Regions from separate parts of the Macaca mulatta genome. Here region 2 is linked to region 1. The links are chromatin contacts, called in public Hi-C maps. All regions are on one chromosome and are shown on one strand. Each heading gives the region's core, a stretch centred on a gene start, on an enhancer-like site or on the middle of the called end of the contact. The rest is flanking DNA. Distances are from core to core; before and after follow the strand shown. Region 1 holds the start of STAG1 (STAG1 cohesin complex component). Region 2 holds the start of NCK1 (NCK adaptor protein 1).

Region 1 (2,584 bases), core at 34-2,533:
CAAAATAGTCTTTCTAGTCAGAACCACGAGAAAAAAACTCTATCCATCTTAACACCAACTTTAACAGCAAATAATTTTTTTTTAATCATAAATTGCATTGCTTTTTGTAAGTGTACGAAACCATCCCATGACTTATACGCCCGGAGCACGATTCCCTGCAATGTGAAGAGAATCGATAACATTTCAAATATGGGTAGATGGGGGTGATGTGACAATCCTAAAACCTGAAAATTTCTTAGTACCCATACCACACAAGAAGCACCCAGTTCGGACCCTGCAAACGAGGCTCAGGTCCAACTCTAAGCACTCTAGTTTCCCACCCCGCCCCCACCTCGAGAAAGGAGGGAAAACAACTTTTATTGGCCTCGTCTCTCAGGGGACTGGCAAACTAGCGGGGTAGTGCTTGGGCCTGGACACGTTTCACAAGGAGGCCCCCGTCGGGGGCTGAGAGGGCAGATAGCTGGAAAGCCCAGCATGGACACCCCATCTCCCCCAGCCAACACCCCCCTGCCCCACCCCGCCAACAAGAAGCCTGGGCCAGCCGACCCGCCGAGCGACCCCCAGGCCCCTCCGCTGAGACGAACTCGTTGTCATGTGACGCCGCCGCCGCTAAAACACCGCAGAAACGCAGGTCGGCGGGCGGCGGAAGGCATTCGCGCCAGCCCGCCTCGGCCCGGCCCCGCTGGGCGCGGGCGAGTCCCGAGAGCCCGGGCGAGGGGGGGGCGGAGGGCGGGCTTGGCGGCGGGCCCAAGCGCGCCACAAAGGCTTCCGCGCCTGTCGCCGTAGTGCCCGGGCGGGCGGGGGCAAAATTTTCGGTGCCCGCGGAAGGGGTAGCAAGCGACGAAGACGCCGGGGTGCCCGCCGCGCCCACAGACGCCTCTCCGGGCACTCGGACGGCCCACGACCGCCGCACCCCGCACAGGCCCGCGCGGCCTCCCTCCCCCGCACGGGGCCCGCGCCCAGCCCGCCCGCTCCCCGCTCGCGCTCTCTCGCTCTCGCCCGGCCTCCATCTTGGATCGGCGCTTCCAGCCCCCGCGCCGCTGCCGCCGCATTCCCCCTCTTTCCCGCCCCCCGCCGCCGTCGCCGCCGCCCGCACTCACCTCAGCTGCCCATCCGGGCGCCGCCGGCCGTCGACCTAGTTTCCCCCCAAAAGTCTCCGGTGTGTTATTCCCGATGTGGGGGGGTTGTTACGGGGTGGTCGCCGGGGGTTCGGGAGCGGGGGCCGCGCCTTCAACGGAGCTGCAATCCTAACCCGCCATCTGGTGGCATTTTCCACACGCCAATGGCGCCGCTGCAGACTTGGGTCCGGACCGCCCTCTGCTGGCCGCAGTGCTCACTGCCTTGCTGACGGGACGGGCCTGCCCGGAAAGGGGAGGGAGCTGAGGCGCGAGCTAGGGGCCGCGGCAGGAGCGCGCGCAAACGCTTTCCTGTGGGGATTGCGCGCACGCGCACCAGCGGGGCGGGAAACGTGGCCGCTGCGTGGCGGCCCCGCCCCCATACGGAGCGGTCGCGCAGTTCAGCCAATCGCGAGCGGCGTAGGCTTCTGGATAAGGGCGCTGTGGACTGTTCTTGGGCCGCCCGAGGCGGGCGGAAGAACGGCCACGGTGGCGCCTGCGCGTCCGGCTCTCCGAGTTGCCGCCCGCCATTTTTGGAGCTTCTTGGAGACCTAGGCAGGAACCCACCCCGGGTTCCTTCACCGAGGCTCCTCCCTAGGTCTCAGGGCCGGCGCTTTCCTCTGTCCCCGCCCGGCTCCTGCTGCCCCCACCCACAGCTCTCGAGACGCCCTGCGGAAACCCGAGGGTGAGGCAGCTCAGATCTCTGCTCCCACTTGGATTTAACAAGGGCCTCAGAGCTTAGCATTATATTTGCGATTTACAGTTGACAAGCGCTTTCACCAGGCGAGGGTGAAAAGGTTTCAAAGGAACTGTTGGGGACTTCCCTCGCCATTAATCTAGACGAAACACTGCCCGCCCCAGGCCGATTGGCGTCATCCTGCCTCTGTAAAGCACATCCTCTCCGTGGTGCTGGCTTTGCATAAGGCGGCAGCATTGGCTAGTTTGTGAGAAGAGAATATAACTAGACTGAGAAAATAGACTCAGCTGTGAAATTGGATTTCTCCTTCCGCAACCTAGGACTACTTTCAGTAGCTCTGAGATAAACATGAGAATCTTAGCCTTCTAGATGCCAAAAGAGAAATAATCACTAAGGTGAAATAATTAACTATGTTGAACGTCACCTCTTCCCTGATCTCCACCTGCCCCTCTATGGTTATGGATCCCTACCTTTCACCTGCTTACAACTTTTTACCACAAAAGTGAATCCTTACTCTACTGGATCATTAGCCCCATATCTGACTAACTGCTCTATCGCTATAGCCAACTCTATCTCAGTATAGAATCACTCAACTACTTTATAGTCTTCAGGGCCTATCTCCAATAGGTTACCCCTATTTGCGGTTTCTCTCTCAAGGGTTTGCAAGATGTGTGGCTTTTCACTGCAGGAAGTCATAACTGTCCAGATTGGATATGAATTCGTGACTGGACTCCTCCTTATAATTTTCTTGGGTTTTTTTCTAATCTCTGGC
Region 2 (2,584 bases), core at 35-2,534, 120 kb after region 1:
TCTAAATTACAGCACAGGCTAACCACATGCATGCATTACCAATCAAATAATTTGAAGTTAAATGCAGAAAACTGCAAACTTTTGAGGCTTATAGCCAGGGCCAGGATTAAAATAAATATTAATGCCTTCAACAGTATTTACTGACCATCTACCCTACTACAAGGCCCTAGGGAGAAACTGAACAGACATGGTTCCTGATTCAGTGGAGTTTACTATCTAGGTAGGGATACAGGCAAACCATTTCAATAGCTCGGATGGAGAAAATACCTATGCTCCAAAGAAGGTACCTAACTCAGCAAACTTCCCTGAGGAGCGACTCTAAACTGAGCCACAAAGATGGTTAAGAAATGAGGCGGCTGAGCGTGGTGGCTCACGCCTGTAATCCCAGCACTTTGGGAGGCCAAGGCTGGCGGATCACGAGGACAAGAGATCGAGACCATCCTGGCCAACATGGTGAAACCCCGTCTCTACTAAAAAAAAAAAAAAAAAAAGATGGGCGTGGTGGTACACACCTGTAGTCCCAGCTACTCGGGAGGCTGAGGCAGGAGAATCTCGAACCCGGAGGCGCGACAGAGCGAAACTCGTCTCAAAAAAAAAGAAATGAGGCAGGTACCGGCGAGGGGAAGAACCAACTTACTGATACCTCAGCCAGTGGCTGGAGCCCTAAGAATGGGCAGACCTGGCTCCGAAGGTGGTCTTCATAACACTACTGCCGCCAAGAATGTAATGTAAGTAAGCTGCCCAAGCACAAGGACACTTTTAGCGGGCCCTCAGCTTCTTTTGGTCTGTGCCTCAAATTAAGCACGTCTTACATTTCTCCCAGGTCCCAATTTTCAGGTCTGCTTTTCTTTGTCTTTCTTTGTCGCTCCCCGCTCCTAAGAACCTTTCGCTGGGAAGACATTCCTCAAGTGCAGAAACCGGGGGAAGCTCCCAGAAGAGTGGGCGCTGAACCCAGGACACAGTCATTCTTGCTGTGGAGTCTCTCCTGCGGCGCTGAGAAGGAAGGCTCGAAGTAACCAGCCAGAGCAATCGCACAGGGAAAAGCGAAGACGGTTCTGGTCGGGCCCGGCGCTTCTCACCCTCTAGCTCGCTTCGCTCCTTGGCGCAGCCTCCGCTCCCTTCACACCACGCACGGCGCTTGATTGACATGTGGGCCCGCCCAATCCCAGTGTGGCACAGACCGCTGTCGCATCAGGGACCGGGAAAGGGGGCGACTGAACCTATCAGATTGGGCCGAGAGTGGGTTTCCTGCCCGCGCGGATCCGCCTGCCCACCGCGCGTGCCCCGCCCCTCTCCGAGAGCTACGCGTCGGCGGCAGAGCGCAGGCCTCGTGCCGTTACGGCCATCACGGCGGCCGCGGTGGCGTCCTGGAGCCCTCCTCAGGTGAGCTGGAGCTGCCCAGCTCGGCAGCAGGAAGGTGAGACGGCCTTGCTAGCAGGCAGACACACCCCCACCCCCCTTCAGTCGGCTGTCCATCCACACAGCCTGTTAGCCGCTGCGTTGCTTCCTCTTCCCGGCTGAGTTAGCCCCGGGGGCGCCGTCTGCAGGCTCGGAGCTGAGCCGGAGGGGGCGCGGAGGCTGCTCAGAGGGTCCGAACTTCTGCACCGGGATTCCGCGAGGCCCTCGGGCCGTTGCCCCGGGGAGCGCGACCCTGCGGCCTCCTTGTCAGCCCCTGGAGCGCTGCGTCGGAGTGAGAGCCCGGGCGGCCGCCCCTGCGAGGCTGGGAGGTCGAGTGTGGGGCGCGCTGGCTGACTTGTCTGTTTTCTCCTGAAAAAGACCTTTTGCCAGCTGTGGCGTAATCCGAGGCCGGGAAGGTAGGACGTGGTAGGAGGAAGGGCGCTCTCACCTCCAGCGCGAGAAGAGGGGAGGCGGCAGCCTGCGCGGTGCTGCGGGTGGACATCTTCGGGACGCGCCCTCGCCCCTCCCCCCACCCGCCTGACGTTTTCTAGTCCGGGGCTGTGACTTTAATCGTCTGGACCTGCTTCAGATTCGTACGCGAGTTGCTGGGGCTGTGAACTTTTGACTTGAGTTGTAATATGTTTGGTTAAAAAAAAACCATTTCGATAGGTTTTGTAACCTTTCTTCTATATTAACATGCAAGTTAAATTCGCCGTTAGAAGCTCAGGAAGCTGAGTTTTGTTCAGGGAGGACGTAGAAACCGTAGAAAGGCTCTCGGAGTCAAACTGATGAACTTGGAGTCACCTGATCATAATTATACACGTTAGATTAGGTAAGAAGCCCTAGAAATTAGGAAAGAATGAGGTTAAGGAGAATTTCCTAACCCTTCTTTGGGTGGGGAGCAAAGCAGCTCAATGTCCCTCCAAAACAAGTAAGTGTTGCTAAGAGGTACTCATTTTTAAAATCTTACTTTGTTAGACTTATGACAAACCATCTATAACGATTTCTTGAGCACCTGGAAACCAGTGTGCCTAAACTCTCAGCCTTCAGCGAGGTCACACAGTAAACGGAGAAATAACCTAGGAAGAAAGTTTTGTTCGGTAATTGTCAATAATATTCGTTCTTTTCTTTTTAAAACACTTTATTTTCTTGTGGGAGTGAAGTCAGTGATGTTCTTCAATAGGCA

The links. A called contact is a pair of places that touch in the nucleus more often than the background predicts.
Region 2: a Hi-C map of cortical neurons shows a contact between it and region 1, with 5 times the contacts expected there. The contact joins the promoter of NCK1 here to the promoter of STAG1 in region 1. A contact is called at or near these places in 5 of 14 Hi-C or Micro-C datasets (blood, cortical neurons, fetal cortex germinal zone and 2 more).

Annotation. Positions count from the first base shown.
Region 1 is chr2:39,752,435-39,755,018 of T2T-MMU8v2.0, forward strand. STAG1 (STAG1 cohesin complex component) reads right to left here and starts at 1,284. Exons shown (of 34, transcript XM_077991520.1): 1 at 1,101-1,284.
Region 2 is chr2:39,868,708-39,871,291 of T2T-MMU8v2.0, forward strand. It overlaps NCK1 (NCK adaptor protein 1), which reads left to right and starts at 1,285. Exons shown (of 4, transcript NM_001257480.1): 1 at 1,285-1,383.